2 separate regions of the Pan troglodytes genome follow, and region 1 is linked to region 2. Evidence: chromatin contacts called from public Hi-C data. All regions are on one chromosome and are shown on one strand. The core of a region is the stretch at or near the end of the contact, and the rest is flanking DNA. Distances in the headings are between cores, read along the strand shown.

Evidence for each region. Hi-C and Micro-C count contacts between places; a contact is called where the count stands out from the background.
Region 1: a Hi-C map of stem cell-derived neural progenitor cells shows a contact between it and region 2, with 2.3 times the contacts expected there. The contact joins two enhancer-like sites. A contact is called at or near these places in 1 of 7 Hi-C or Micro-C datasets (stem cell-derived neural progenitor cells) and 1 of 1 other capture datasets (stem cell-derived neural stem cells).

The regions. Positions count from the first base shown.
Region 1 is chr4:136,860,097-136,864,474 of NHGRI_mPanTro3-v2.0_pri, forward strand. No RefSeq gene overlaps it. Among named protein-coding and RNA genes, the nearest start is that of SIL1, 11 kb to the left of the region's middle. Within about 2 kb of position 1,990, at least 6 of the 24 cell types and tissues checked have an H3K27ac peak or open chromatin away from gene starts, as enhancers often do. A contact at or near this core is called in stem cell-derived neural progenitor cells and stem cell-derived neural stem cells, where this site is marked.
Region 2 is chr4:136,668,199-136,672,521 of NHGRI_mPanTro3-v2.0_pri, forward strand. SIL1 (SIL1 nucleotide exchange factor) reads right to left here. Exons shown (of 9, transcript NM_001280399.1): 9 at 3,467-3,951. The coding sequence ends at 3,595. Among named protein-coding and RNA genes, the nearest start is that of LRRTM2, 70 kb to the left of the region's middle. Within about 2 kb of position 2,388, at least 18 of the 24 cell types and tissues checked have an H3K27ac peak or open chromatin away from gene starts, as enhancers often do. A contact at or near this core is called in stem cell-derived neural progenitor cells and stem cell-derived neural stem cells, where this site is marked.

The DNA of each region.
Region 1 (4,378 bases), core at 740-3,239, 190 kb after region 2:
GGAGGCTTTAGTCCTTCCACTTTGTGGAACTGTAATAATAACTCCGCCATGGCGGAGACAGAGAAATACCCCAGTGCCACCCCTTCCCCCAGCATTCAAGTATACTATCTGGGCATCCCAGAGGAAAATTAATTCTGTCAAATAATAATTATAGTCAACATTTATAGAGAATTTTCCATGTTGCAAGCAAAGTATTAAGTTCATTTACTCTTCACGACAACCCTCTGAGGTGGTTCCAATATGCTGCTCATTTTACCCATGAGGGGACCAAAATTCAGAGAGGTTAAGTAACGTGCCAGAGTTCATGCAGCCACAGAGCAGTAGAGTCAGAATTCAAAGCCAGTTTGGCCCCAAAAGCCATGCTCTTTCCATAGCCGTGCTGTCTCTCGAGGGGTCTGTGAAATCAGCCACAGAAACTGGACTCATCATTTTATTTGTTCTGCAACAGTATAAATAAAAAGGCACATTTTGTGTCAGGACAGAAATTTTTTTTTTAATTTTATTATTATTATACTTTAAGTTTTAGGGTACATGTGCACAATGTGCACGTTTGTTACATATGTATGCATGTGCAATGTTGGTGTGCTGCACCCATTAACTCGTCATTTAGCATTAGGTATATCTCCTAATGCTATCCCTCCCCCCTCCCCCAACCCCACAACAGTCCCTGGTGTGTGATGTTCCCCTTCCTGTGTCCATGTGTTCTCATTGTTCAATTCCCACCTCTGAATGGGTGCTGGGAAAACTGGCTAGCCATATGTAGAAAGGACAGAAATTTTTAAATGAGCCTACTGGGGCCCTCTTGTGGAAAGACCCACCTCTACCATGTTCTAGTTTCTGCACCACACACGAACACACACCACACACACGTGCACACACACACATACCACACACAGGCACCTTGATTACTAAATGCCCTTGGCACAGACCAGCCAAGGCATAGGCACAGGCATTCAGGAAGAAGAAATCCCTTGACTCAGATTGCAGCCAGGCTTCCTTTGTGACTTGATCCCTTAAACTCCTATCACTCAAGCTTCCTAGCTATACACGAAGCAAAAGCATCCCTGCTCCCCTTCATGGAGCCCAGTGCCAGGCACACACACACATACACACACACACACACACACAAACCACAACCACACACACCATGTATATACACACACCCAACTGTCTGGCAAGAACTTGACACCTCGCCCCTCCATGCAGAAAATACACAAGACAGAAGTATTTCTACATGGCAGACAAAGACGGAGTCGTCTTTGGTGAATGGGGCTTGCCTAAGCATACCAGCAGTTGACCAGATGAATCAGAGGAATACTCAGGTCCTAGTCTGTACTTTCCAGTAGGTCCTAGACTGTAAGCTCCTAGCAAGATACAGACAAGGGGACCTACCCCTTATACCTGATCCTTGACCCTGCCTGAGGTACCGGGAGTGATCAGCCCATGTCTGATAACAACCAAGGTTACAAGAAGCTCCATTCCCTTCCAACCCACTCCAGTGTAATAGGAAGAATGCAGGCTCTGGATTTTGAGCCAAGTCTCCCCTACTAGCTGTGTGACTTTGGGCCAGATGCTTAACCTCTACAAGTTTCAACCCCTTCATCTATAAGGGGACTTGATAGTAACTATTTAGTATGACTGTCTATATTAAATGAGATGACATAGAGCATATAGCACAGTGCCTGACACAAAATGAGGGCTCATAAAGCTTATAGCTCTCACTACTATTATTAGAGAAAATTCTGAGCAAAGAATAGGATAAGCAAAAGCAGCGAGGGCTTCACCCCCATACAGAACTGTCTTCTGTTCTGACAACCAAGCCCCTCTTTGGAGACTAGCTTCCCTGAGCCACAAGTCAGCCCACACACCTGGACTATACTCTGGGTGGTTACAGACACATTTCCATTGAAACCTTTAAGCGATGCTGGCTGGCTCTGCATCAGTGCCAGCTGACTGACATCAAACACTTCAGAGTCCCGCTTCCTGATGACTCAGGCCTGTCTCCAAATTCCTGCTGCCACTCTCCTACCTCTAAGGGGGAGTCAGGGAGAGTAGGAACAGCCGGGGCAAATGCAGCTGACCTAGACTGCTGGGACCACTGTAGACAGATGCAGCTAGCATCCGGGGACTAAGGGTCCCAGGGCTTTTCTTCCCTCCCCTTTTAAAATAGTAACTGGATCTCCTGACAGTATGTGCGATGGGCTTTCTCTATAGCCTGCTCCCAAAGAACACCAGGGACTTTCACACCACAGTCATCCAGATACCACGGTCAGGGTTCGAGGGGAGGAGAGATCAGAATTCATCTTTCCTTTCCCCTGCTGTCTCTAAGCTTCCAGAAAACATCAGAGCCTCTTAAAGGGGCTAAAATAGGGAAGAAGGTATGATTTCCAGTCCATAGTTCTAAAGGAACTATCTGCTAACTGGTAAGTACAATTTGTTTGCCATTTCTATTGCAAGCATTCAGCACTCACACTCTAAAAGCAAATACCACACAAAGATAATTTCAGCATTAATGTCAGTTCCTTGAGCACACTGGGCACCATACTATGGAACATAATATACAAAAGATATTGTCACTTGCCTCAGGTGGATGATGTCCTGTTCACATTCAGTGGATAATGTGGCCTTCCACATCTTAGTCTCAGACAGCATAATTATTAAAAAGAAAAGGCCAGGCGCAGTGGCTTACACCTGTAATCCTAGCATTTTGGGAGGCTGAGGCAGGTGGATCACATGAGGTCAGGAGTTCAAGACCAGCCTGGCCAACATGGTAAAACCTCATCTCTACTAAAAAAATACAAAAACTAGTTGGGGCCGGGCATGGTGGCTTACACCTGTAATCCCAAAACTTTGGGAGGCTGAGGCAGGTGGATCACCTGAGGTCAGGAGTTCAAGACCAGCCTGGCCAACATGGTGAAACCTCATCTCTACTAAAAAATACAAAAATTAGTTGAGGCTGGGTGCAGTGGCTCATGCCTGTAATCCCAGAACTTTGGGAGGCCGAGGCAGCTGGATCACTTGAGGCAGAAGTTCAAGACTAGCCTGGCCAACACGGTGAAACCCCGTCTCTATTAAAAATACAAAAATTAGCCAGGCGTGGTGATGGGTGCCTGTAATCCCAGCTACTCGGGAGCCTGAGGCAAGAGAATTGCTTGAGCCTGGGAGGCGGAGGTTGCAGTGAGCTGAGATCGAGCCACTGCCCTCCAGCCTGGGCGACAGAGCAAGACTCTGTCTCAAAAAAAAAAAAAAAAAAAAAGACACTAATTACAACTTTGTAATAATGAGCTAGGCAATAATTAGGGTACTCCTTAAACTAATTGGGGAGCCCCAAGAAAATAGCATTTACTTACAGAAACACTTAGCAACAATACGAGGATGGGTCACCAAGCACAGGACTTGCTACTACCATGTTGGTATCAACTATGTCTTCCAGGTAAGTCAGCAACTGAAACATTTTATTTTTAACATGCCCGAGAGCCCAAGACTATTTATAATACCAGATCCTTAAAAACTTGAAAGGGAGATGAATTTTAAAATGTACACATTTACATATGTGGGCAGAAACACAAAAATCAGATGCCTCTCAACACAGCTCAGGGAGCCATAACTCACGGCTTTCACAATCCCACCGAACGCCCAGAGAAAATCCGGGCACCTTCTACAAGGGATGGTAGGAAGCTGGGTAGGTAGCCAAGAAACAAAGAAACCTAAACTCAGCACTTGGCAGGACAATTAAGGAGCAGAGGATTTTAAATGCATTGTTTCTGACTCTAAATATGGCTACATTTATTACCAATTTGGGATCAGAAACCACATTTAGTTCTGTCATGACCACATGCTAAAAATATTAAGCAGAGTATTGCCTAGGGAACAGCAGTTCTCCCTGCTGCGGCAGCTCCACTTCAGAGCCATCTCTGCCATGGTCACAGGGTTTCCATCCTGTGCTTTGCTGAGAGCACAGTTACAAGCAGAACTGACACTGTCCTGCCAAGACGTCCCCCCGCATTTTAGAAGGCAGCAATAGGAACCAGAGCTAGGGACTGCACAACCTCCTCATCCTCTCCAGGGCTGTTTTAGGTGTCAGTGAAGCTCTATTTCATAGGCCTATAACTAGAATCCTTCTGACTGGGAGCTCCACAGTGGGAGGGACAATTGTCTGTGTAACATACCGCTGTCTCCTCATTGCCCAGCACTTTTCCTGGCACTCAAAAAATAGCCATTGATTTAATAAAATCAATAATCTAAAAAGAACCATTTGGAAGAGTACAATGGAAAATAACACTGCCATTAAAATAGGTAAAAATATGGACTGTGGTAATACATAAAAACAGGTGCTGGCCAGGCACAATGGTTAACACCTGTAATCCCAGCACTTTGG
Region 2 (4,323 bases), core at 1,138-3,637:
ACTGCATTCTAGCCTGAGTGACAGAACAAGACCCTGTCTCAAAAAGAAAAAGGTGGGTTACATCAGGTCTCTCCTCTGCACCCAACTCTCAACAGCCCCACCTCAAAGAAAATCCCAGGTCCCTTCCACAGCCTCCCCAGGCGGCCCTCCCTTGCAACTCCTCCCTCGGCCTCTGCCTGCTCCAGGCCTGGTTCTCATGGCTTTTCCTGAAGTGCTTCGGCCTGTTCCTGCAGGACCTTTGCCTCTGCTATCCCCTTGTCTACAAAGCACCCCCACGGCTCACTGCTGCGCTCCTGTGCCTGGCCCCTCCTCAGAGGCCTTCCCCACCACTGAGGGGAAACAGCAGTGCCTACCCCTCTTCCCTCCCCACTGGGCTCTGTCTTCCTTGCCTGGCCCTCCCCTGAAGCATGTGTATTTATCATGGTCCAGCCCTCTCCCCTCCTGTCCTACCACTTCCTGCCCTAGAACAGTGCCTGGCTCGTAGTACCCAACCAGATTTGTTGAACAAATGAATGAATAAGCAGCAGCCCAGAGAACACCTGCTAGGATGAGGGCACAGCCCTTGGCAGGGCTGACAAGCTGCCGGAGGACCCGAAATTGTGGATTCTGCAAATGGCCACTCTCTGGCCTTCCTGTATCTTCCCAGGGCCAGAGCCCTCGCCCTGCCTGCCCCAGACTGGCCCTCCCAACTGCCCATCCCTGACTGCTACTCCTGCAGCCTGCAGGGCTTAGCCTGGCCATCACCAGCTCTGGGAGGCCTTTCCTTGGCCTCACCCAGCTCAGCAGACTTCTCAGCTCCAACTGCCTGACACACACGACTGCTCAACAGCCACAGTGTGAATGAAAGAATGAATGAACAAGTGAACTCACAAAACCACAGCTGCTGAGGGATGGGGTGAGGACCTAGGCCCACCACCCTCCCTGCCATCCTCCCACACTAGGGCCTGGGTCAGCCCAGCCCAGGAGCAGGGACCCAATAATCACTGAGGGCCTGTGGGTGTCAGCCCGGCACACCTCTCAGCCCATCCCAAGACAGTGAGGACAGGAAAGCAGGCTCCAGCCCCACAGGAGAAAGTCCCACCTCCCCCGTCACCACTCCCTGCCTCACTTCGAGCCCCGGTCACACTCCTTGACCACAGTTCCCAGGATGGCAGCCAAAGGGAAGGCAGAGAAGGGGTTCCTTCCTGACCTGCAGACAACAAGCCGTGATGAATCAGGAGGCAGAGCCAGAACCCACCCCCAAGCAGCCCAAGCCCAGACCCTGGGGCGCCTCGCCACCCTCTCCCTGGAGGGTCTGCTTAACAGTCCAGAACGAACCTGGATGCGGCCATTGAGGAGAGAGACTGCAGCCCAACTCCCATTCCGATGCTCTGAGTGTGTGAGGGCAGAGTGCACGCAGTCCCACCTCCCAGGCCTCGGGCTCAGCAGCCTGGCGCTGGTCCAGCCCCCTCCCTACAGCCCCCAGGTGCCTGTTCCTCCATCCTCGCTCCCAGAAATCCTCTCAAGAGCACCTGGCCCAAAGCCTCCCTCTGCTTTACAGAATCGCTGCTGAGGGCAGCACACCTGGGGGCAGAGGGGACACTGGGGACTGCAGTTAGGCCCCTACTAGTGGCACTCCTCCCATAGGGACGCTTTCCACACCCCGGGCCAGACCCTGGTGGTCACAGAGGCCTCAAGGGCCAGCCTGGTCCTGACACAGCCGAGCGCCCGGCCTGGCCTCCCCACAAGGCCCCACACTCTCGCCTGTCCACTGTTCCCACTGCCCAGCCTTGGTGCTCACCTCTGAATGCTGAAAGCCTAGAATAGATTCATCCCCAGCCCAGCCCCAAGTCCTCCTGTCTTCCAGCCTCTGCTGAGGCAGCCCCTCTCCCCATCAAACCTCACCTTGCCCCTTTCTCAAGTCCACGCTAGATCTTCCAACACTACCTCTAAAGCGCCCCTTGACCTTGGCCTCATCCAGGCGCTGGCACCTCCTGTCTGAACCCTGCCTGCCCTGTTGTGGCCACACATGCCCAGCCATTTCTCGTGGTCCTCCCTCCGCTGCCTGTCAATTCAACATCATCTCCTTCTTGGCCTCCCATTCAAGCCTCCCACAGCACCATCAGCACCGCAGGCCCACTGCTGCCCCCACAGGCAGATCACTTGGCCTCTCTGAGCCATGATTTCCTCATCTGTAAAATCTACTTCGAAGACTCCTGCGAGGCTGTAAAGGCAGCAGGTACCCAATGGCTGGCAGACTGTGAGTCTGTTCCCCACTCTGCCCTAGCCCTGAGGCCTCCCGCCCTGGGGAAGCTGTTACTCCAGCATCAGCCTGGACTCCTGCCTCCAGCCTGCCCTGCTGGGAGGGGCTCCGTGCAGGCCGTGGCTCTGCTCCAAGCTTCCTGCGTGTCGTGTTGCGGCAAGAGGCGAGCAGGAGAGGGGCTGAGGAGAAGAGCCAGGTGGCCAAGCAAAGGGACTGCAGGGAAGGCCAACTACTGACCCCATGTTTTTCTGGGCCTCAATTTGCCCTCAGCTCAGTAAAACTGAGATTTCTACAAGGAGGCCTAGAGCCAGGGAGAGGAGAGTCCTGCCCCAGACTGGCCCTCCCGACTTTACCACCCGGGGGCCGGAGGGGCTGCCTGGGCCCGCAAGAGCGAGCCTCTGGTGCACTGGGAAAGCTGAGAAACAAACACACCAGAATCCGAGTCTGAAAAGCCCAGAGCCCGGGTTGCCATGGCAACCTGCAGCCAGCTCCAGCCCGGGACTCCGCCAGCCTGGGTGGGGGCCGGGACTCGCCAGGCGCGGCTGCTCCCAGCTCTGAGGCCTCCTCCTTGGGCTTGGCCCTGTTTCTGCTTGGACACAGAAGTGGTGGAAGGCCACAGAGAGGCACTTCTCCCCTGTCAGGTGGGCCAGGCAGGCCTGGGCTCCCCTGGGCTCCCACTGCCAGCTTTCTCCCAGAGTAAGGCCTGGCCCCTGGGCCTCCAGAGTCCAGCACCTCTCAGCACCCCACCCCGGCACCCACTGCTCCAGCACCCATCACTCCAGCAGCCGTCAAGCCCATCAGCTGCCTGGGTCACCACAGCACCAGTGTATGGACAGGCCTCGGGCGCCGGCCAGGTCAGCGGCCTCGAGGCTGTTATGTGGGCACCGATAGAGGGGCAGTGAGATGATTCCCTGCCTTACCTCACAGCTGGGGGGTGCCAGCACTAGTGTGAAGCTTTCTACGTGATTTTTCTCCTTTAATGGCACTCCTGACAGATGAGGAAACAAGCTCAGAGCAATTAAGCGACTTCCCAAGGTACAGAGCTGCTGCTTGGTAAGAAGCAGAGACTTGCAACTCCTGGGCCCAGGTTCCTGCCCTGGAGCCTGTTCCTGGATGCCCTGGGCTGAGCCCTGCACGTCAGCAGAGCCCATCACCCAACCACTCACCTGACCCCCCGGCCACAGGGCTGTGCCCAGTCTACACAGACACACAGCAGAAAGAGGATGGCCTTCAGGTTTCCATTTAATGGCCAAGCCAGCACTGCCAAGATGTCCTCCTGCCTGAGAAGCCCACCCACGCTGGCACCCCTCAGCCTCACTAGCGGCATCCCAGTCCAGTCCTGGTGTGGGGCCTCATCTCAGCTCCTTCAGCAAGCTGTTGACAGAGCCCAGCAGCTCCTGGAAGTAGCCCTCGTCCTCACCATCCTGCAGCTCCAGGCTGGCCAGCGCCTGGTACTCAGCCTGCAGGCTGGCCAGTGTCCTGCCGAGCTGGGGGTCCTGACGGTAGCGGTCCCGGCAGGTGGTCAGGAGGACGCCCAGTGTCTGCAGCACCTTCTCACGGGCATCATGCTCGGGCAGCGCCAGGAGGTGGGCCGTGATCTCGCACCAGCCCTGTTCCCACAGGCCTGGCAGGAGGTGTACCTGGCGATACTGCTGCAGCTTCTCTGGGGACATCTCCTGGGTCAGCTCAGCCTCCTCCTCGGCGAACATCTGCCACCCGCCACAGCCGCAGGCCAGGTAGGGTGGGGGTGGGGAGAGAACACACAGGGAGCAGTTAGCTCACACCTGGCTAGCTCTGCCCTTCAGACAGGAAGGTACGAGGCTGACCCCTGAGGGCCCACCTCTTCCTCTATCCCCAAGTCTGTCTATTCATTCATTCATCCACCAACAGAAACACTTGTGTGGTGCCAGGTGCTGAAGAAACCACGATGGAGACACAGTCTTACCCTCAAGGAGCTTAAGGTCTAGCAGGAGAATAAAAATTAACTAATTCCCAAATAGCATAAACGTAATCTAACAGTGCAGCATGGAGGCAGACAGGCTGGCTTCAAATTCCTGCTCCACCACTGACTTGCTGAATGA